Linked DNA regions of Zea mays: all the other regions are linked to region 1. Evidence: chromatin contacts called from public Hi-C data. All regions are on one chromosome and are shown on one strand. The core of a region is the stretch at or near the end of the contact, and the rest is flanking DNA. Distances in the headings are between cores, read along the strand shown.

Region 1 (5,548 bases), core at 1,147-3,646:
GTGGGTCTGGCCGTCTGGTCATCTGCCTTCGGTTGTCAGGGTCTTAACCAAACATGTCCATAGTACTATAGTCATCCTAATATTCCGTCGGAGTTCGAATTTATAATTTGTTTAACTCTTTTATTCCAATTTTAATCGATTCGTCTTATTTTAAAATATATACAATTACTGTTAATTTTTACAGTAATATCGTAAGTGTGGTTTTGATATTTTTTTATTTTTTCACAATTTTTTTTGAATAAGGCGTGTCCCTCAAAGTTGGGTAAAACATTGAAACGAACTATAAATTAGAACGAAAGGGTAATAAGGGGATGTTTAGATTAAAAGATGAAATTTTAGTCTCTATCACATCAAATATTTAATGCTAGTTAAAAGCATTAAATATAGTTTAATTATAAAACTAATTACACATACGAGGACTACACGGCAAGACAAACTTAATCATGCGATGTTATAGTAAACATTTGCTAATAGTAGATTAATTAAGCTTAAAGCTTTTTCTCACGAGCTTATTCAGCTTATTCGTTTGGCTTTAATCCGTACCAATTTCTACCGTTTTTACAATGTCTTGATTAACTTTAGTCACATGAAACAGAGACATCCTTAAATAATGTACTGCTCTCGCGTACTCTAGCATCTGATTTCTGATCGGTCTCCCTTGTAAAGTCATCTTTCGAAATTTATTGTTTAAAATGACATATATTAATATTTATCATAAGTAATTGTCTGATTTTCTAATAGTTTGCATATCTAAAACACTTGAAATTTCTATGAATTATGAACAACACTAATACATAATATGTCCATACTAACAATAGAAAACAGATATAAAATAATGGTTGTTTTTTAGAGCATCTCTAAGAGACTAGCTAAATGACTCGCCAAACTAAAATTTGGCTATTCAACAGTAAAATAACTTTCCAACAAATTAGCTATTTGACTCGCCAAGCTATCTGACTCTCTAAACTAGCTCTCTCACTAGCTAAATTTGGCTAGTCATATGACTAGCAAAACTAAATAGATAGTCTGTTGGAGTGAAATGCTACATATAGAGTGTAACCATTATGAAAAATTAATTAGAGAGTTAAATAGAGAGCCAAAAATAAAGTGTCTCTTGGAGATGCTCTTAACCACTGTCAAAGGTCAATCAAAATAAAGAATTTTCACGTGTCAGTTCTAAAACCGCCATTGATATTGGCATTACCTTATAACGCCCGTCAATGCAAATGATTGTGCGAACTGAACAGCACTAGGGAGGAACATGGGAAAAATCAACAGAAGAGAGATCATGAGCACAAACAAGTCACCGAACACAAGAACCTCCGGGGCGAATCGAGGCCCAAGTGTGCCTTGGGTGCAATAGGGCCGCACTGCTTGCTGCGCCGAGGCCCGCGCTTTCCCATTGCTACGTCGGGCCTGTGTCGCTTGTCACACCACTCGTGCCCCGCCAAGGCCCACGTTTGGCATGGCCTCGTCGAGAATAGCTCCTACATTTTCTCAGACTATTTACTAAAAAACCCCTATACTTTTATAGAATAGGACACACCGTTCTCAGGTGAAATTGCAACCATCCGTAGACGATAATTCTAATGGACAAATTTAATATTAACTTAGCACTATAATCAATTTTACACTAAGGCTTTGTTCGGTTATTGATATTACATGTGTATTGGAGTGTATTGAGTGAGATTAGGATGAATTTTGACTTATTATGGATTTAAACCGGCTCAATCTAACCCAGTACATGTGGATTATCACCAAAACGAACAAGCCCTAAATATGTATTTATCCACTACGATGCGTGTGGGCCATGGGTGTACACAATTTAATTCAGAGGTATTTAATTGAAAACCCAATATTTTTGTTTAAAAAATTAATATATATAGTGTATAATACATATGTACATATAAATACATAAATAAATTAGCATTAAGGCTAAAATACAAAACAAGCCTGGTTGTCTGGTGGGCTAGTGATTCAACTGCATTCGGTGACTAAACAACTCATGCCTACGCATAATCTTTCTAGACGTGTCGTACGCTTGCACCCATCATCCGCTCACCCTCTTGCCCAATCGTACTAAACGTACAGCGTAGACAAGAGCTGACCGTCGCCTGTCATGGTGTCGCATGACGCTCGTCCGATGGTTCCATTGGCCTGCAGCGCCGCCCGTCACCCACTCGCCTAGTGGCTTAGCACTCGGTTCGGCCCAGAGCTTCACTCTGGTGTCTGATCTCTGATGGATTCCTTTCTCCGCCGGCGGCCAAGGAGCCGCTGTTCCCGTCGCCACCCATCCCGATTTGGCAAGTTGTCGGAAGCCAAGCGTTTGGTCGGCATAGAACGAAAACCGAGGGAACACAACCCGACACGCGGGTTTCTCTCGTTGGCCCCCTCACGTCCGTGCCCACCACCATCGCTCGTCGGCGTCGTCCCCCTCTTTCTCTCTCCTGTGCCCCGGCCAAGAAGGCAAGGCTGCCTGCCTACTGGTTGGACCTGGACGAAGGAGGACGAGAGGCTCGCTCGTCGCTGGCGCCTGGCGGTTGGTACGTGCGCGCGCGATGGACAGGGGAACGGTGGAGGACCTCATACGGCGGTTGCTGGACGGGAAGAAGCACAAGGCGACGGGGAAGAAGGTGCAGCTGACCGAGACCGAGATCCGGCACCTCTGCGTCACCGCCAAGGAGATCTTCCTCTCCCAGCCCAACCTCCTCGAGCTGGTGGCCCCCATCAACGTCTGCGGTGAGCATGCGTTGACCGCTCGCCGGCTGGTCAGTCGTCGATGGATGCCAATGCCATTGCTGACATGATAAGATGTGCGTGCGTTGATCTGCGCGCATGCAGGTGACATCCACGGGCAGTTCTCGGACCTGCTGCGGCTCTTCGAGTACGGCGGCCTGCCGCCGACGGCCAACTATCTCTTCCTCGGCGACTACGTGGACCGCGGCAAGCAGAGCATCGAGACCATCTGCCTGCTGCTGGCGTACAAGATCCGGTACCCGGACAACTTCTTCCTGCTCCGGGGCAACCACGAGTGCGCCTCCATCAACCGCATCTACGGCTTCTACGACGAGTGCAAGCGCCGCTTCAGCGTCCGCCTCTGGAAGATCTTCACCGACTGCTTCAACTGCCTGCCCGTCGCCGCCGTCATCGATGACAAGATACTATGCATGCACGGCGGGCTCTCCCCGGACCTGGACAACCTCAACCGGATCAGGGAGATCCAGCGCCCCGTCGACGTCCCCGACCAGGGCCTCCTCTGCGACCTCCTGTGGTCCGACCCGGACCGCGACAGCTCCGGATGGGGCGACAACGACCGCGGCGTCTCCTTCACCTTCGGCGCCGACAAGGTCACCGAGTTCTTAAACAAGCACGACCTCGACCTTGTCTGCCGCGCCCACCAGGCAAGCCTCCCTGTTCCTGTGTCCTGCACTCCTGCTTGCCCATGTGCTTCCACAACCAGCCTGACAGATCGACTCACAGTTCATTTCTTGCCATGGCAAATTGGCAATGCCATTGTGCCAACAACAGGTCGTGGAGGACGGCTACGAGTTCTTCGCCGACCGGCAGCTGGTGACCATATTCTCGGCGCCCAACTACTGCGGCGAGTTCAACAACGCCGGCGCGCTGATGAACGTCGACGCCAGCCTGCTCTGCTCGTTCCAGATCCTCAAGCCGTACAGGGGCAAAGCACAAACGGAGTGACGACGACAGGCTGCGACCGAGACACAGGAAGGAGACGTCGATTAGAGGCTTCGTTTAGGTTGCAAGGAGAGTATGCCTGCGCGTCTTGCATTCCTCTCGCAATTTTTTTTTTGCTCCCCCTCCGAGAGCTGTCGATCAAGTCCGCAGTTCTTCTGAATCTTTTGCATGTATGTAACTGATTCAATACGTGAGTGTCTGTATATATAAAAGACTATAGTTTCTAAACTGATCTATGATCTTGCTTGCAACAAGGAGCAAAAAGTCACATCGAAGTTCTAATTCAGAAGCAGTTATATTATATGGAGACAACCAACGTAACAATCTTTTAGAAGAGGAGTATTGTACAAAAATCTTTTAGCAAATCAGTGGAATACTACAAATGGCATCAACAGAAACAGAAAGTTTAACGTTCATCTCGCTCTTGTCCCATCTTTTTACAGATAATGGAGAGAAGTATCAGACCAGGTGCAAACTAGTTCCCAAGGCGAGAGCTAAAATTCCAACCATTGGTAACAAAAATAAACATGGCTTTTGCCATATGGAGCCTAAAACCAGAGCTAGTGTATGGCCCCAAAGGGTATCTGAAAAAAAAGTTTAGTCAAATCATCTCTTGTGAGCAGTGGCAGAGCCAGCCTAGCACCGAAGCCTGCGTACCATTATAAATTTCTAAATTTCATCTAAAGTCCCTATTCAATATAGGCTAGTAAATTTGAAGAGAATAGATACATAGTACTAACATTCAAGCAAACTATTATTTAGTGCTAAAAAAAGTAAAAAGTAGCATGATGAATACCTCAAGAAGGTAGAGAACGAGGTAAATTCATCTTTCTAGTCTTCATGCCTTGAAACCTTCGTAATATGACAGAGTCATCAAGTTCTTTGAATATTTTTTCGCTCGATGTACCACGCCATCAAATGATTGAACCACTCATCAGTCATCTTGTTTCACAAATTAGTCTTGATAATTTTCATCACAAAAAATGCCCTTTCAACAGATGTTGTGGACACCGATAATATTAATGCCAATTCAATAAGTTTGTAAACCAATAAAAGACCATATGTTTATCTGTCTCAACCATTTTAGAAGCCAAACTAGTAATATCTGTGCAAATAGAGAATGTTGCATGCATTCTCACTTGAAGAATATAAGTCTGAAGTTGTTGTCTGGTTTGTGCGAAGTCACTAGTAGAGAAATCAACATCATAAATCTAAGCAACTCGAACACGGCTATCTATATCAAACCTAGATAAGTTATTCTATGGATCAAGAAAGGAGAAACATGTCAACATCTCAATATTTGATTCCCCAAATCAATTATCCATCTCAACTCACATTTTATCAAGAACCACAAAGAAAATACCAACATGATAATGATGAAGGAAAGTAGTAGGTTCATTTTGGCGCTTTGCGCGACCTCTAAGTGGCATGCCATCTATCATATTTGGCACTGAAATATTCTTTTGCTCACAATATATCTTACCCCTCATCAAACACTTCATCCCAATCACTCTCCCTCAATGTGGCTAGTTGGGGTTTCACATCTTGTACTAGCTCCATAGCATTAACTATATTATATCTTTTCTTTCTAAGATATGAGAAAACTCACTTGTAATAGCAAACAACTTTAACATAAGCTTCATAATGAAAACAAACTCAAAGACTCCATTTTCTCAAGCAACCTCGTACCTGGAGAGGACCACAAATATCCTTGTCGACCATTTCAAGCACCTCGGTAACTGAGTCCCACATTAACTCCAACCGAATAAGAGTTATGTGATGGAAACCCCATCTAGTGTCCCTAGGTCTAGAAAGACTAGTTTGTTGATGTTTCCTATACCTGATTCAA
Region 2 (5,548 bases), core at 1,856-4,355, 220 kb after region 1:
CACGAGAAACTGTGAACAATGATGTACAGATTCGGGCCGCTTAGAGATGCGTAACACCCTACGTCCTGGCGGGAATGTTTTATGTGGCGGATTACAAGGGAACTCTCTAGTGTAAGGAACGTAGAGAGTTGAGGTGGATGGCTGAGTAGTCAGATTGATCCTCTGAAGGGGTGCCCCCTAGGCCTTATATATTCGACCGTGGGGCATTACATGCGGATATGATAATAGTATGCGCCTAAATGATAGTGAACCAATTGAGCCTATCTCCCTATAGTTCCGCCGACCCATCCTTGCGTGGTTCCATCGCACAGGGTTCCAATGCGAGAAGATCGGGTCACTGTCGTGCTTACTTGCTCGAAGTCATTGGGTCGTCTGGGCTCGCACTGATCCTGCCTTACGTCAATCTGCTTCACTGGTCATTCCTCCCCAGACCCACGAAGGGATGACCTTACGATTTATTGGGCCTTTGGGCCTTTCGTGAGGTCTTTTATCCTTCCAGTGGACCCGGGGATATCTGTCCCCCACAATGGCTGCATACAAACATTAGCTGAATAAATACCTTTGGAATTGAAATTTCAAGTGTAAATTTTGCATTTATCATAAAAAACTCAATTAGGGGTCTGCCGTTCCCCTAGCTTTATATATTTAAGAAGATGGGCCCACCAAAACCTGCCGGGGCCGAGCGTCACCCAATGGGATGCCACAGCAACCGTCACAGGGAGGTGGGCACCAGGCCGCAATTTGGTGCGTCACCCAGGATTCGAACCCTGGGCGGGAGCACTTGCGACCAGTGGCCTTGCCACTGCGCCGTGACCCGTGAGCCCCTTCGCAATTTTGCATTTATCATGATTCGTGGATTGTGACAAGCTGAAATATTTGGTCATTGTCCATGGTAATGATCTTGAAGGGTAGGTCTTGTGCATTACCATGATCTTGAAGGGCAAGTCTAGTGTAGTGGTCAGAGTTATCTCACAGTCTCACCTGCTATATTTACGGGAGGCAGGCTTGTCTCGATTTATCCCTTCCTCAGACCCCACTCAGGCCTTGTTCGATTATTCCCATTATACATGGATTGAAAAAAAATTAGAAGAACTTTGACTTGCTTGGGATTTAAACCCACCCAATTCCACTCAATCCACATGGATTGAGATCTAACCGAACAAAGCCTCATATGGGAGCCTCTAGCACTAGGTCTGCCATGTATTGACCTTGCATGCTTCTTAGTTATAGTACTATAGTGGCTACGTGTGATATGAATCTTTATCAGTAGTTGCTACCTGAAGCTCCTTGTTACCTTGTACGATTTGTAATGGAACATGCAGTTAGTGAGATGTCTGTAACAACCAAAGCAGGATGGTATGGCCGCCATCTGAAACCACTGCAAATTTTAAGAATACTGAACATTTGCCATCAGTTTGGAAAATATTTATTGCTTCTCTGTTCTGCCCTATATTATACGATTTGCTGCAGACAACCTAAATGTGTAGTTGGTGATTTTATTTGCGGGGCATTTGGAGCCATTCATTTTAGAGGAATTAAAATTTACTTAATAAAGTAACAGATTTGGCTTGGGATTTGACATTCCACCACTTTCTAAAGTTCAGATATTAAGTCCATCTTAAATTCATGAGGTAAAGGATGAGAAATGATTTTATGTATTAGTAGAAATGTAGCACGTAAATATCGCTGGCATCTTACTAATAATAGTATACAAATATATTTTGCATAAAATTGTATTAGCTTAATTGATACGTGTGTAAATTACTATATTATTGGAATGGAATTCAATTCTAAGGATCCAAACGGGGCTTATTAGTGTATTTCTGAGTGGTTGGATCTTTTCTATGGAGACAAGTTATTGTTCCACTAATATCTGTGACCACTAATTTGAATTTTTGAGTGCAATGCTAGACAACGAATGAGTACTAAACTAGATCATACATGGATATGAAGTCAAGCTGATATTATCTCTCTAATATCCCCTTAATGTATGCTGCAGACAAGGTAAACCGTGCTGTTAGCACCGCAATCTATTTCCTACTTCCCGCAGGGAGTGTTTCCCGTCTCCACCGCATTCCCTGTGCTGAAACCTGGCACTTCTACAAGGGAGAGCCTCTCACGGTTAGCATCACTTCTTGCTTATTCTCCATGCCTAAAGCAATTAGACAACTACTCCCTCCGTTTTTTTTTATTTGTCGTATTTCAGTTTTGAAATGAAATAGCGGGCGACAAATATTCGAGAACGGAGATAATAGTTGGCAATGCTTGATCTAATGCTGCTAGTCTGTGTTTGTCTTAGGTCTTCGAGCTTCACGACGACGGTCACATTGACCTTACTGTCATTGGCCCACACCTTGAGGCAGGCCAGCGCCCCCAGTATACCGTGCCACCGAACGTGTGGTTTGGGTCGTTCCCCACACTAGACGTCGAGTCGTTCGCATCTGATGGCAGCGTTCTTGTCAAGTCTCGGAAGAGGGACCCTGAGCTGCATTACTCCCTTGTTGGCTGCACCTGTGCCCCTGGCTTCCAGTACGAGGATTTTGAAATGGCCAAATTTGAGGACGTGAGATCCATCGCTCCCAAGGCTGAACCTTTCCTCAAGTTTCTTATTCCCTCTACCGATTAACTCCAGAGCAGCCTCAGATGATTGTGGATGGGTTCTCAGCGACTTTCTATACTGCATACTGTACGGATGGTGTTTCTAGTGTGATTCCATGAGAGTTCTGCTTTCACGACAGTGTAGACAGTAAACTGTACCTTTGTGGTGGCACCGGTTGAAACGTTTGGTGCATTGAAACAGAATAACAGCTGGTCTTGATGTTGAATAGCAGGTGCTTTTGCAAAACCCTGAAACCGTACTAGGATGCTGGGAGCATAGGAGGATCTGATAAGGTTTCACGTGATTAAATTCAACCGTTCATGGCTCTCGATCGTGCAGAGCTTCTCCCGCTGCAAAGAGTAAGCCTGCAAGGCAGAAGCCAAGCGAGTCGTGCTTGTCCAATCCGTTTTTTTCATGTTCTGCTTCTGCTGCTTGTCATTCTCACTTGCACGGTGCGATGATACGGAGGTCAGATTGTGGCCCAAGCGCCCAGGTCTGCTGTAAAAGACGGCCCAGATGTTGGGCTACCGGCTGACAGGCAGCATTGATTGGGCGCCCTCGCTACTCGCGGACATGACTCAGATTATTCGAGCTTTCGGCCTTTTGGGCCTTGGTACCGTAGTTGATTTGCACGCATTACCCAGTTCTTCCAAGGAACGGCAACAGACCTGGGTGCTGTTTGGTTCAAGAAATGTAACGCAAAGGGTAATGGTAATGGTTTACATTCGATTACTGTCGGTAACAAGTTTGAATAGTCCGGTATCAATTTTTAGTATGATATCTGATTACGGTGGGACTAAAACAAACATGATTTAACGTTATTACTTACCCATTACGTTACAAATATCTGAACCAAACGGTCGGTTGGTTGAGTAAAAATCAGCTTACGATCGCATTATCTAAATCTGCTCACAATTAAACGTGCGGTGTAATTCTAAATCCGCATATGAAGCAGTCCGGTTTCGAGTCACCCACCAGTTTTTACCGGTGTACACTTTTAGATAATAATTCAGCTATAAATAATTACGTATCAACAATAATTGAGTTATAACTACGGATTTCAAGCCTTCTCACAAAATATTTCATAAATCATTAGCTAAGTTACTTATTCAAAAAAATTACTATTGTATCTTAATTATTTTTGCGCAAAATAAAGAACGAACAAAATTTTGGGTCAAGTGCGGGTCACTCACGGGTTGAATAGGAACCCACACCCGTGAAACTTTAGGTCGTTTGCGGGCGCACCCGCGGATCAAAACCTTCATCTATACCCGCATCGGTCGTGTCGAGTACCCGTCGAGTTTCAGGTCTACGGGTTAAATTGTCATCCCTACTTCCAACGGTGGATAATGATCAAAATCACTCCGCGTACACTATGAGTGATCCAATGCTGCACAGTTTTCCACTACTTATGAGTTATGGCACGCTCCGATCTGTTCACAGCCATCACCTGCTGCAAAGCTGCACCCCTCCATTTCTGATAGGTAATAATGTGGTAGGTTCCAATCATCATCAGTCATGCTAAGAGCAAGGTTAATAATATAGTTTATAATGGGATTTATGATATTTTCATGTCTCATATAGTCAACTAAAAGATTGGTCGTCTAATAACTCTCTTGGTTCAAGTACAAGGAGGAAATAGCTTCAAATCAGGCTATCTCTAGCGGCCTTACTCATCTTAACTCCTATTTCAAACCCCACTATATAAACAAGTGCATTCTACATTGTAAAATAGTGTTTTGCATGACCATATGCACGATCTGCTGAACACAGTCTCAAGGAGTAAAGCTAGAGTTGCAACCTGATCTACGAAGCTAGTCGCCGATAAGGCAAAGTGAAGAACAGTTTCAACACGATGAAGCTAAGAAGAGTAGCCGAAGAAAAGATGGAGTCCCAGTGCATTTGAAGTTGCCTTTGGGAAAAGAAGCAAACCAAGTTAGATAGAAGAAAATACACGTATGTCATGTCCTTATTGTTGTATAAGAATTGTCGTACAGTAGAAAGAGTGTTCTTGTAATTCCATACATTAATGTATACTGGTTTGATTCTATAAATAGGTAAAAAGTACCACCACTATAGAGATGGGTCATTCCATAACCACGTACACATAACAACTTCTCCCGATAGAGCTTTCGAATGTATAACAACACAAAGCTTTGATGTATTTCATAAATATGAATTGTTGTTCCATAATGATCAAAGGTGAGATTTTGTTGTCAATATAAATAAATGCAACTTGTTGATTGTACAAAGTATGTCTCATCTCACATCACAGTATATCTGTTTGTTGTTGATTGCATTTTCTCATGGAATTGATTGGATGCTTCCCTAACCGTCCTTCACTTCGATACCTTTGAAGGGGAGTATTGGCGGAGAGTGCCTCACAACATCCGCACTAGTTACCTAAAATCCATCCTATATTTTTGTTTAGGGAAATAATAACAAAAAACCTGCCCCAACAGTTCCTTATATCATGTTACTAAATTTATCAGGTTCCTATCTAAACCTATTTACTTCCCACATGTAGGAACCAAGACAGAACTCCCGAAATCAACTTTGCCGCCAGTTTTGCAGCCGAAACAACAAGCGCGCCATTGCTTGGCGCCATTTTCTCTCGCAGCCCCAACCTGATCCACCCGTTGCTGTTGCTCCCATCCTTCGAAACCCATTTCCTTCTTCGGAACGAGAATCCTCTGGCCACTGACGCGTGGCCCATTCTTCCTTTCATCAACCACGCGGCGCTGGAGCGAGCCTCCTCTAGTCTAGTGCCACCTAGGGTTTCTCCTCCGTCATGTCGTCGTTGTCCACGCGCCATTGCACCATCTCGATCGCGCGTCCTCCGTGCCAACCTGCAGCTTTCACTGATTCAGGCAAGTAATCCCTATCTCCTCTTCCTCTCACTCTCCCTCTCCCTCTCGACAACAAGGTTTTAGATCTTCACTTCTGCAC
Region 3 (5,548 bases), core at 2,275-4,774, 150 kb after region 1:
TCTTCTTCCACATCTTCGGTTTCGTTCGCCCAAGAATCATTATTAGCAATAGCATGCAAAGCAGAATGGGAAAACAGACCTTTTGGAGAGGTGGATTCCTTGTTTAGTCTTCATTGCTTTTCTTTTTCTTCCTTCAAAATGTTGGTACAACACATACTAGAAGAAGTAGAAGCATTGCATTTGGGCTTAAATATTTCACTTTAATTCTACTCCATAAATCAAGCCCATCAACAAACATATCATTATCACTAGTCATGATAGCATAATAAACATCTCTAGTAAGAGCATCAACTAAGATGTTGCAAGTTTGATGATTTAAAGTTAAACATCTTAGTTCCTTCTTAGATGGTTTTCTACTAATTTTAGAAGGCAAAATACTTTTAAATTTTTTTTCTATAAATCAGAGTCTACACTCCTAAAAACATTAAGAACAAAAGCAGACCAAGATGTATAATTTGAACCATTTGCAAGTAAAAGTTCTAGAGTTACCTCTTTGGTCGACATCGTCATCTCTAGACGACTAAACCCACGAATGGAGAGCAAAGCTCTGATACCAATTCAAAGTATCCTTTGCTGGTACTAGGACCTAGATGTCACCTGAGGGGGTGAATAGGCGAATATAAAAATTCAAACTCTAAAGAACTTTCTTACTCTACTCAAAGCATTGATTGCATCGGAATAAAACCGAGTCGAGTATATCACAACGGAATAGAGTCCTTGTCTCAAAAGATCCTACACTTCACAGGCAACTTATACCAAATATTAGTAGAGAAGTGCAAATAAGAAAGTAAAGCAAGAGATAAGAGACATGTCACGCCCAGATTTAAGGAACAAAGCCGGGTGTATCTCATACATGCGCCAAAGAAGACACCATAGATAATAACAGAGTATATAGAGATAAATGTCACAATATCATTAGAGTACTTATTACATAGCGGAAGTCTTACAAAATAAAAGATAAATATAAAACGAACTAAAATCCATCCTTAGCGCCAATAAGTCAACTGGGATACGCCACCTAGATTAGATCAAACTCCTCATTGTGTGACTCCTCTTGAACCACTTGTTCTTCTCTTGTGGGGGGTGTGAGACAGCAAGGGTGAGCTCACACATGATCATAGCTCAACAAGTTATGGGAAAATTAGTGTGCATGAACTCACCAAAGGTGGGAGTGCATGTGATGTGTAAGGCTGATCAACAATAGGGGTTAAAGCTGAGCATTACTTTTAATAAGCTGGTCAACTTTTATTAGCAGTTACTAAATGTAAGTGAATACCAAACCATAATAAGAATAATAGAACAAAATTAATAAATAATCCCATGCAATGCAAATAACAAATTGAATTTCAGTTCCATATTTAATCATGTGAGAGTCCTGAGCTGCTCATGACCGTGAGCTCGGCTAGTATACCAGTTTTACGCTCTGCAGAGGTTGTACCCTATACCCACAAGTCGTGTATCTCATGTCGCCAGGGTTTGCAAGGCCCTTAGACACTACCGAGGTGAATGGCTAGTGATCCACTACGAGGCCTTTACAAGGTTCCACTAGCTTCCGAAAACCTGCTACAGTTTATGGGAAGAGCACTTGCAAGAATCCCCCATCTAACCGTCATCGCAACAAAATCAACCCGAGAACCTCCCTGCATACAAATCCCCTACTGCCCTTGCCACCTTTCGGGTAAGGTAGTCTTCCACTAGCTTTCCTAATTAGTCAGCCAAGGGCGTCCCATTTCACCCTTGTGGTGGCACGTGTTTCTCAAGTTAAGCTCCATGTTCCAATTAAAGATAATGATGATCTTGACATGAACATAAATAAAATATCAAAATAATTGGAACATGGATATAATGAAATATTAACCCAAAACCATGTAAAGCAATAGCATAACTACCCAGATGATTCAGGGGTAAACAAGGTAAAAAGGATAAACAGACGAGGGTAATCTATTGGGTCCCATCAAAATTAAACTTATGCATGAATAAATGACATTAAAGAACAATATTGGGTATAAAAGTGGTCAAGGGCACAACTTGACTTCAATGAGCTCCTACTCAGCAACTTCTACCTGCTGGGCACCAGGATCCTTAGCCAGAGGCTCTTCTACTCGCCACAATACAAACAAGCACAGTATACAAGAGAAATTAACATCACACCAAATATGTAAACAAAATACATAATAATAATCTAGACATTAAAATGAGATCATAGGAACATGAATCAATAATTTTGGAGTTATAGATTTTAAGTTATAAATTTCCAAAGGTTTTATGTATTTGATACATGATTAACTAAGAAATAATGTTTATTACTGTTTTCATGTGAAAATAGAGACACTAGGTGATAAACAATAATATTACAAAATTTTAGAAACTGGAATAGATTAATTTGGGGTTCATATGAATTTTCTATGATTTATACAAATTCTAGTCATTATTTTTATATTAAAAAATCCATTACCAAATTTATTTCCCTGATTTTCTAACTTCCTGGACGACGCGTCAATTACTAGGATGCACAGGGGCTACGGCGCAAGTATCCCGAGACTTAGTGAATAGTCGCATAGGACGCTGGGTTCTATTTTGTAATTCAGTAGGGGCTCATACGCATAACGCCTTCATTGAATGGACACAGGTTTGATAAGCCGTCAGATCTGGAGCGAACGACTCTGATTAGATCTACTGTCAAATGAATCGGTACGCCCTATTAACCGCACAATCCTGGATCTGCGGTCCGGATTTAAAACAGTGGAACACGCCCCAGACCAGTACGATCCCGATCGGACGGCCATCGCGTCGTTGGCCGAACCGTTAACCTGCTTCTAATCGTGGCCATCGATTCTAGATCACACGGCTCCGCCTTCATCTTCTCTGCGCACCCAAGTAGGACGGTGGCGCTGCCTGAACCACGGCGAATCCCCACCGACGCCAACGCCAACTACGGCTGTAGTGCACGAACTCCCTGACCCCGAGGTTCTACACGATGCGGGAATGAATGCGATTCTTGGGAAAAGGTTCTCATCACGAAGTAGGTGTTGCTGTGCACGTTCTCAGAGTAAGGCGGACGGATGGCTTGGTCTTTGCTCCGACGAGGAATTCCTGTCGCCCTGACGTCCGATCCTCCTCGACACGCCCGTGAGCAACACCACCAAGCTCCCGCAATGCCCACCGACCCGGATCCGAATCACCAGCGACTCAGACACCCGGTTGGCCACATGGCGCCCCAATTCACTCTCTCTCTCCCTACGGTGTCGAGCGAACGGCGCGCACGGACCGGTGAAGAGGGCGACGAAGTGCTAAGGGGTTAGAGAATAAGGTTGCGGACGCCTTAAATCTACCCGAGACTAGCGACGGGGGGGGGAGCGGTGCCCGATTCACGCGGAGTTCATTGCGCGCGGCGGTTGACGGCGAGGTGGAGCTGTACGCGCGGGCCCCACTAGCAGGTACCGCGCGAGTGTATGGGGTGGTTGACCGGATGACAGCAGGGGTCCACCCGCCAGCGAGTCCGTTGCGAGGGGAAGAAGAACAGAGACGTCGTGGCTGACGTGTGGGGCCCGTAAGTCCGCGCGCGGACACTGCGAAGGAGGCGGGTGTGCGAGTGGCCGACGCTGAGGGCCCACCTGACGGCGCTGCAGTGAGGGAGTTGATTGTGTGGCGTGTTAGGGTAAATGGACCGGTCGAGTTGAATTCGGCCCACACGGCCATCTTCCCATCTATTTTATTTTTCTTTTTCTTTTCTGGTTCCTTTTTCTCACATTTTTGGAATTCAAATTCAAACCCAAATTTGGTTGGGAATTCATTCCTAAATTTATGTAATTATACAAGACTTCAGTGTGAATAGGGACACTTATTATTATTATTATTATTATTATTATTATTATTATTATTATTATTATTATTATTATTATTATTATTATTATTATTATTATTTTCCTCCTCTTCATTCTTTATAATTAAGATCTTCTCTTCTCAAATTCTTGGTTTCCAAAATTAGGTTTAATGCCTCTTCTACTATTTGTATATTTCTTTTATCATTATCTTCATGAGTGAATGCACAAACAAATAAACAACGGCATGATGCACAATTTACTTTAAGTGTCACTAATTAATTGCTCAATTTAAGTGTGAGGGTTCTCATGTGCTAATAGGACTCACACAAAATAAAGAATTTAACTCTATTTTAATTATTTACACTTTTGGGTATTACAAGACACAACGATTTTTCCCGTGGTTTGGCCAAGCTTGGATGCTTGCCTACATCCACGTTGGAGTTAGCCAACCTGACTTGGAGTCTAGTTCAACTCCTTCCTCCGGTTGCTCAGGTTTATCACTAGTGTGATAAAAATGAGTCTTCCACTATATCAGAGTTTGTTGCAGTACAGTGGAACTGTGACTATCACAACTTGATGGTTCTCCGGTTAATGCAAAACTAACACTTGCTCAAGACCACAACTCACTCTTGCATCAACACTATGCCTCTCTGTTTGGCTAGAACACACTAACACTAAATCTATAGAGAATACACAAGAGAGGGACACAATATGACTATAAGCACTATTGCTACTTCCTTGTTGCTTAGGTACACTGGTTGAGGTCGAGGGAGGGCCCATTTCTAGCCACAAAGCCTCCCATAGTCGTTGGAAAACAAACTGGGAAAGTTCTGTCTGTGGGCACACTGGACCGGTTCAGTGTGCCACCAGACCCTCTGTTGTAGTCTCTGCCTTCGAGATCTGATTGTTCCTTTCCTTCTCTAGGTGGCACCAGACCGGGCGCCACATCAGCTAGCCGTTAGCCAACCATTGCCTACCATATAGTCGTTGAACCATGAGGTCATGTGCACCACTGGACAAAAAATTGTGGATGGTCCTATGAATTTTAACCAAATTCTCAAGACCGTACAATTCACTGTTGGGGTCCGGTGCGCACCGGATCAAGTTCAGCAGGGGGTTTGGTGCACTGAGACTACAACTCGTAAGTCTTTTTTCTTTTGTTCTTCTTCCAATCAACTTGGACTTTGTTGAGCACCTTCTTATAACTTAGAAAAACATAATTAGAGTGTAATCCAATTGACTAAGTCATAGTGTCGGGTACCGTAATTAGGGGTACCCCCAACAGTCCTAAACACGGCTGGTAACCACCATCAGCACAAGCTGCAGAGACTGATGGGCACGATTCAGGTCAAGGCTTCGTCTAGCCAAGGGACGCGATCTCGCCTCGCCCGAGCCCGGCCTCGAGCGGGAACAGTAGTCCCGGACGAATTCACGTCTCGCCCGAGGGCCTCCCCAGGCAGTGGGCGCACCCTCGGCACGCCCGAGGCCCAACTCGGGCAGGCTTCGTCGAGAAGCAACCTTGGCCAAATCGCCTCTCCAACCGACCGTATCGCAGGCGCATTCAATGCGAGGATCGCCTGACACCTTACCCTGACACGCGCGCCTCAGTTGGCAAGGTCGAAGTGACCGCAGTCACTTCGCCCTTTCGCTGACCGACCTGGCAGGAAAACAGCGTCGCTCACCCCGCTCCGACTGCTGTGCCAGTCACCCGGGCAAGGCTGACA
Region 4 (5,548 bases), core at 1,089-3,588, 130 kb after region 1:
GTAAACAACATCATTTTCATATATTAAATAAACTTGATGTATTCAAATATTAGATACATTTATACCTCTGCCTTGGCAAAGAATAATTTCCGAGTGATGCGATTGCAATTACAGGAATGCGTGAACAGTAAAGGAATACTGTTCACTATTTATAGGCACAGGACACAGCCTGTGAGGAATTATAATCATGCCCCTCATAAAAGTTTACAACATTGACTCAGACCTTTATGGACTAAAAGATCATTCTATCTTTAAGTCGGTTCGACCCTTCATCTTCGGATATGTTGTAATGCAGAAGCTTCATGAATGGTACCTTCGACGTCACGTACGAGCAGCTTCAGCCGAAGCTGTCTCTTTCTGCAGGACCTTCGGCGATGAAGCATGGTCCCAACAGTGACCGACCGAGAAGTTTTCTCGGGTGCGCATGAGTGATGACAAAGTGCGTATAAAAGACTAGTGTTGGTATGTGGGGACAATATATGATCCTAGAGAGCTACCAGGAGTAAGTACCACCGGTCCGAGAGTGTACGGGGTGTTACAAGTGGTATCAGAGCCGACCCTCGCGGTTTCATGGGCGTGTGTGGGTTAGGGGTTCGGGTATATGGCGCATGTGGGCCTGGAGTGGTCACATGGCATGGCATATGACGACACTAAACACACAGACGTGGCCAAGAGGGGAGGTTCCTGGCTTGGGGTTGACCGACGAGGACATCTGTCTTCTAAGGGGTGGATTGTGATATCCTAGCCCTAGGGGATGGTGATATCGTGGCCCAAGGTTTAATAGAATTAATAGAGTACTCATATCAACAAGGTGCATCTTCTTTTTCGGAAGCCTATCTCGAAAGAACCTCCAAGTTAAGTGTGCTTGCCTTGGAGCAATTTGGGATGGGTAACCGACTGGGAAGCTTTCTCGGGTGCGCATGAGTGAGGACAAAGTGCGCACAAAAGACTCGTGTTGGTCTGTGGGGACAATATATAATCCTAGAGACCTGCGAGGAGTAAGTATCACCGGTCTGGGAGTGGATGGGGTGTTACATGTTGGGGCTATGTGTGGCACGATGGGGGGGGGCGAACCAACACTGGGTGCAAGAAGCGAGGGAGCAAGACGAGGAACCACTGAGTCAGCCTCAAGGACGGTGTCATACTTAAAGGAGGAGGCAGTGGAAGAGGAAGCGTAGAAGGGGAAGTCAAACTCGTCGAAGACGACGTGGCAGGAGACAATGACTCTATGGGTGGAGACGTCGAGGCACCATACCCCTTGTGATCAGGAGAGTGCCCAAGGAAGTCGCAACAAGTGGAGCGAGGCAATGGTGGAGAGATTAGGAGAGTGCTCAAAGAAGTCATGACCTTCCCTCTCTATATATTAAGGGATACGGCCGATTGAATAATCCAACAATCGAACCAAATATTAATCTATCTTATTTACCATATGCATTAGCTTTGGGAGTAGTTTTAGCCCTAGTTGTAGTTTCCCTATCTCCAATATTTGCCTCTATTTGTCTCTACGTCGTCTAGGGAGCTTTGGGTGGTTTGCTGACACCAAAATAACTCTAAGATCTCTCCTCCCTTACGGGGTCCCTCTTGAGAGGCGAGATCTTGGTTTTCTCGGAGCCTTTTGGGGATTTGGGCCATCGCGGACGTTTCACCATCTACACGCGGACGGTCTGCACGCTTGTAGAGGAGGAGCGGAGCTCTCTGCGTAAGTCGTGGACGATCTAACTACCTATTGCAGATGGCCCGCGCTCCCGTAGAGAGAACTCCATGGTCCTGTATGCCTCGCGCACGCTCTAGAGTTCGTTTAGTGATGGATCCAAAAAGGCGTCAACAATAATAATCTATATTGTAGTACTTCTACTTCTATCCTAAAAGATATATAATTTTACATATGATTGAAGTTAAACAATCTTAAATTTAAGTAAATTTATAAAAAAAAGTTATATATATATATAACTCAAATAGGTATACTATAAAATCATATTTAGTTAGTATATTACTCATTAATGTATTTTGATATAAATAATTATAAATTGTTTGACTTAGTTTTTTTTTTGGTTGGAATTGCGTCTCTTTTTTTTTTAAATGGAGTGAGTACCACGGAGGGGAACTTTGACGCTGGTTGTTAATGTCCTCTCTTCGGAAACAATTTGCATAATTAATAAGCAATTAGCTATTTTCTTTGCTACTACATAATATAAAGAAGTAAGATTTTTTGGATAAAAGAAAAGGAAAAATTGGAAATGTCGTGGGTTCGTAGCTCTCGCTTCCTGGTCGTCGCGAGTCCAAACAAAAAGAAGTTCACAATCACCGCGAGCACGCAGAAATGAACGGAGGCTTGCGCTTGCCTGTATCGCGCGACCGGAGCTGAGCAGCAGCACAGAGTGGAGCCAGCTCGCTTCGCCTCCTCGGTCGCCTCCACTTCTATATCACTTCCCCGTCTGGCCCCTTCCCCGTGCGCCACCGCGCACAATCACACGCGCGCGCCCACACGTGCGGCTTCCCGGATTCGCGCCGCCGCGCCAGAGCCAGCCAGGCCAGCTTCGGATCGAGGAAGAGGAGGTGGCGAAGGTGAGGAGTCAACCCAGCTTCCGAGCCATGGACGGATCGGCCGCGGAGCTGGAGGCGGCGGAGCGGGTGGTGATGCGGTGGGACTCATCCTCGGCGGGCGCCGGCGCGGACGAGCCGATGCTGTTCGACGGCGGCGGGGACCGGGCCGAGGCGGACAGGTTCCTCCGCGCCGTCGACGATCTGCGTCGGCTCGCGCCGCCGTCGCCCGCGGCAGTCGGCAGCCCGCGCCGCCTCTCGTCGTCCTCGGTGGCGGCGAGCGGCGCCGTGCAGGTCGCTATGGCGCGGCTCGAGGACGAGTTCCGCCACGTGCTGTCGACGCGCGCCCTCGACCTCGAGATCGAGGCGCTCGCCGACCTCAGCTCGCTCTCCATCAACAGTGACCGCACCAACTCGGCCTCCTCCGCCGACCTCCCCGCCGCTGACGAGGACGACTCCGTGTCCTCCTCCATCGGCCGCCGCAGCACCGCCTACCGCTCGCTCCGGAGCATCCGCGAGATCGACCTGCTACCCGACGACGCCGTCGCGGACCTCCGCGCCATCGCGTCCCGCATGGCCGCCGCCGGGTACGGCCGCGAGTGCGCGCAGGTGTACGCCTCCGTCCGCAAGCCCGCCGTCGACGCCTCCCTGCGCCGGCTCGGTGTCGAGCGCCTCAGCATCGGCGACGTCCAGCGCCTCGAGTGGGACGCGCTCGAGGCCAAGATCCGCCGATGGATCCGCGCCGCCCGCGCCGCCGTCCGCGGCGTCTTTGCCAGCGAGCGCCGCCTCTGCTTCCACATCTTCCACGACCTTCCTATCTCCACCACCACCATCTCCGCCGCCTCAGCGTCCGCCACGCACGACATCCCTTTCGCCGAAGCCGTCAAGGGCGCCGCGCTGCAGCTCTTCGGCTTCACCGAGGCCATCAGCATCGGTCGCCGCTCCCCTGAGAAGCTCTTCAAGATCATAGACCTCCACGACGCGCTCTCGGACCTCCTCCCCGACGTCTCCGACATCTTCGCCGCCTCCAAGGTCGCGGAGTCCATATACGTGCAGGCCGTTGAGATCCGGTCTCGCCTCGCCGATGCCGTGAGAGGGATACTCTCGGAGTTCGAGAACGCCGTGCTCCGCGACCCGCCCAAGACCGCGGTGCCTGGCGGTACCATCCACCCGCTCACTCGGTATGTGATGAACTATAGCAGCCTCATTTGCGACTACAAGGTCACGCTCTCCGAGCTGATCATATCACGTCCATCAGCTAGCGCTCGTCTTTCTGCTGAGGGCAATGAGCTCGCGCCGTCCTTGGCCGACCTCGAGCTCCCTGAGCTTGAGAACCAGTTACCGCTTGCCTCTCACATTGTCTGGATCATTGTTGTTCTTGAACACAACCTGGAGGGCAAGGCGGCACTCTACAAGGATCCAGCTCTCTCGCATCTGTTCATGATGAACAATGTTCACTACATTGTCCACAAGGTTAAAGATTCGCCAGATCTCTGGAGCATGATCGGTGATAATTACTTGAAACGGCTTACTACCAAGTTCACAATGGCGGCCACAAACTACCAGCGCACCTCATGGTTGAAGATCTTGAATTGTTTGCGTGATGAGGGGCTCCATGTAAGTGGTGGCTTTTCGTCGGGGATATCCAAGTCGGCACTGCGGGAGCGGTTCAAGTCCTTCAATGCTGCATTTGAGGATGCGCATAGGGTGCAGTCAGGGTGGTGTGTGCCAGACAACCAGCTGAGGGAGGAGCTCAGGATCTCAATTGCTGAGAAGCTGCTGCCAGCATACCGGTCATTCCTTGGCAGATTTCGACATCATATAGAGAACGGGAAGCATCCAGAGCTCTACATTAAGTTCTCCGTTGAGGACCTTGAGATAGCTGTGAGCGATTTCTTTGAAGGTGTTCCTCCTTCCCCACATAACAGGAGGAAATCACATGGATGAGGGACTTTTACCTCAGGTATTCAACTGGCTGATGTTGCTATTTATTCTTTTATTCTTCACAAAGAAGCTGGTTCTGGTATTTGGGCTCGATTTCTTCTGTCCTGATAGATGTGAGTATAAATTTGGTGGTCTTCAATCAGAGATGGCAAATATGAATACATTTTGGGATCTTTCTGAAGCTGTCAATCGGCCCAGTGATCCCTACTCTGTAAGAGAAGGTGTTCATTTGGTACACTATAATTATATAAATTTTGCAAGTAGCATGTCCATATAGAAAATTCTTTCAGCAACGTTGGATAGTTGGAACCCATGGCATTTTTGCCCCTGTTTTGCACCAGCTTCTGTTACCCTTTTCATTGTTAACAATTATCAAATGGGTCTACGCTTTGTGGATTAGATGTAAAAAGATTTCTACGACTCTCATGTACCACATATTTTTGTAATATGATAATATCACGCTGTTGCAAATTCAAAAGAAAACTTCAAGTCTTCTCCATGGCACAGTTCTATTCAGTTGTCAAAACTAATATAAAGATGAACCGTTAAAGTGGCATTGTTGATTCCTCCATAAGATTTACACTTTGTTGCTATTTTAGTATATCATTAAGTTAGAAAATAGATGCTATTTGGCAGGAATGTTTCAAATTTTTTATTGTGCAATTATTTTCCCTGCACACACCACTTTGGGATGCTGTCCTTTTGAAAGACCTCTTTTACTAGTTGAGTTCGTGGTCCCTGACCCTGAAAGTTGATACTAGAAATAACATACTGAGAAAAAGGTACAAAAGAGAGGTCTTCTATGTCCAGATCATTTTGTTTTGCCCTTTTTTTCTTTTTGGATGGACCATGGATGTCAAAGCTGTGCTTATTTATGAGGAAAAAAACAGATGGAACTATTAAGGAAATAATAAGAAGAACAAGTCTGAAATGCCATGCTTTCCATTGTTCTTGTTTGAAAAACACATATACTTGTTCCCAAGAATAAAAACCACATTGTAAATTACTCTATTGCACTCTCCATTTCCTTCTACAGTTATGCGATAAATAACATGTCATGAAT

The links. Hi-C and Micro-C count contacts between places; a contact is called where the count stands out from the background.
Region 2: a Hi-C map of ear shows a contact between it and region 1, with 2.7 times the contacts expected there. The contact joins the enhancer-like site here to the promoter of LOC100217163 in region 1. A contact is called at or near these places in 4 of 25 Hi-C or Micro-C datasets (ear, leaf, tassel and 1 more).
Region 3: a Hi-C map of leaf mesophyll shows a contact between it and region 1, with 2.4 times the contacts expected there. The contact joins the enhancer-like site here to the promoter of LOC100217163 in region 1. A contact is called at or near these places in 5 of 25 Hi-C or Micro-C datasets (ear, endosperm, leaf and 2 more).
Region 4: a Hi-C map of ear shows a contact between it and region 1, with 6 times the contacts expected there. The contact joins the promoter of LOC100279383 here to the promoter of LOC100217163 in region 1. A contact is called at or near these places in 10 of 25 Hi-C or Micro-C datasets (bundle sheath, ear, endosperm and 3 more) and 1 of 3 datasets of contacts at active chromatin or transcription factors (leaf).

What each region holds. Positions count from the first base shown.
Region 1 is chr1:213,510,127-213,515,674 of Zm-B73-REFERENCE-NAM-5.0, reverse strand. LOC100217163 reads left to right here and starts at 2,396. Exons shown (of 3, transcript NM_001143528.1): 1 at 2,396-2,739; 2 at 2,842-3,401; 3 at 3,529-3,930. The coding sequence starts at 2,559. The coding sequence ends at 3,702.
Region 2 is chr1:213,294,343-213,299,890 of Zm-B73-REFERENCE-NAM-5.0, reverse strand. LOC100382548 reads left to right here. Exons shown (of 3, transcript NM_001175282.2): 2 at 2,000-2,121; 3 at 2,300-2,822. The coding sequence ends at 2,626. Among protein-coding and RNA genes, the nearest start is that of LOC100382548, 15 kb to the left of the region's middle. Within about 2 kb of position 3,105, at least 19 of the 20 cell types and tissues checked have an H3K27ac peak or open chromatin away from gene starts, as enhancers often do. A contact at or near this core is called in ear, leaf and tassel, where this site is marked.
Region 3 is chr1:213,359,572-213,365,119 of Zm-B73-REFERENCE-NAM-5.0, reverse strand. No RefSeq gene overlaps it. Among protein-coding and RNA genes, the nearest start is that of LOC100279383, 20 kb to the left of the region's middle. Within about 2 kb of position 3,524, at least 18 of the 20 cell types and tissues checked have an H3K27ac peak or open chromatin away from gene starts, as enhancers often do. A contact at or near this core is called in ear, leaf, leaf mesophyll and 1 more, where this site is marked.
Region 4 is chr1:213,379,413-213,384,960 of Zm-B73-REFERENCE-NAM-5.0, reverse strand. LOC100279383 (exocyst subunit exo70 family protein D1) reads left to right here and starts at 2,338. Exons shown (of 1, transcript NM_001152397.1): 1 at 2,338-4,743. The coding sequence starts at 2,593. The coding sequence ends at 4,488.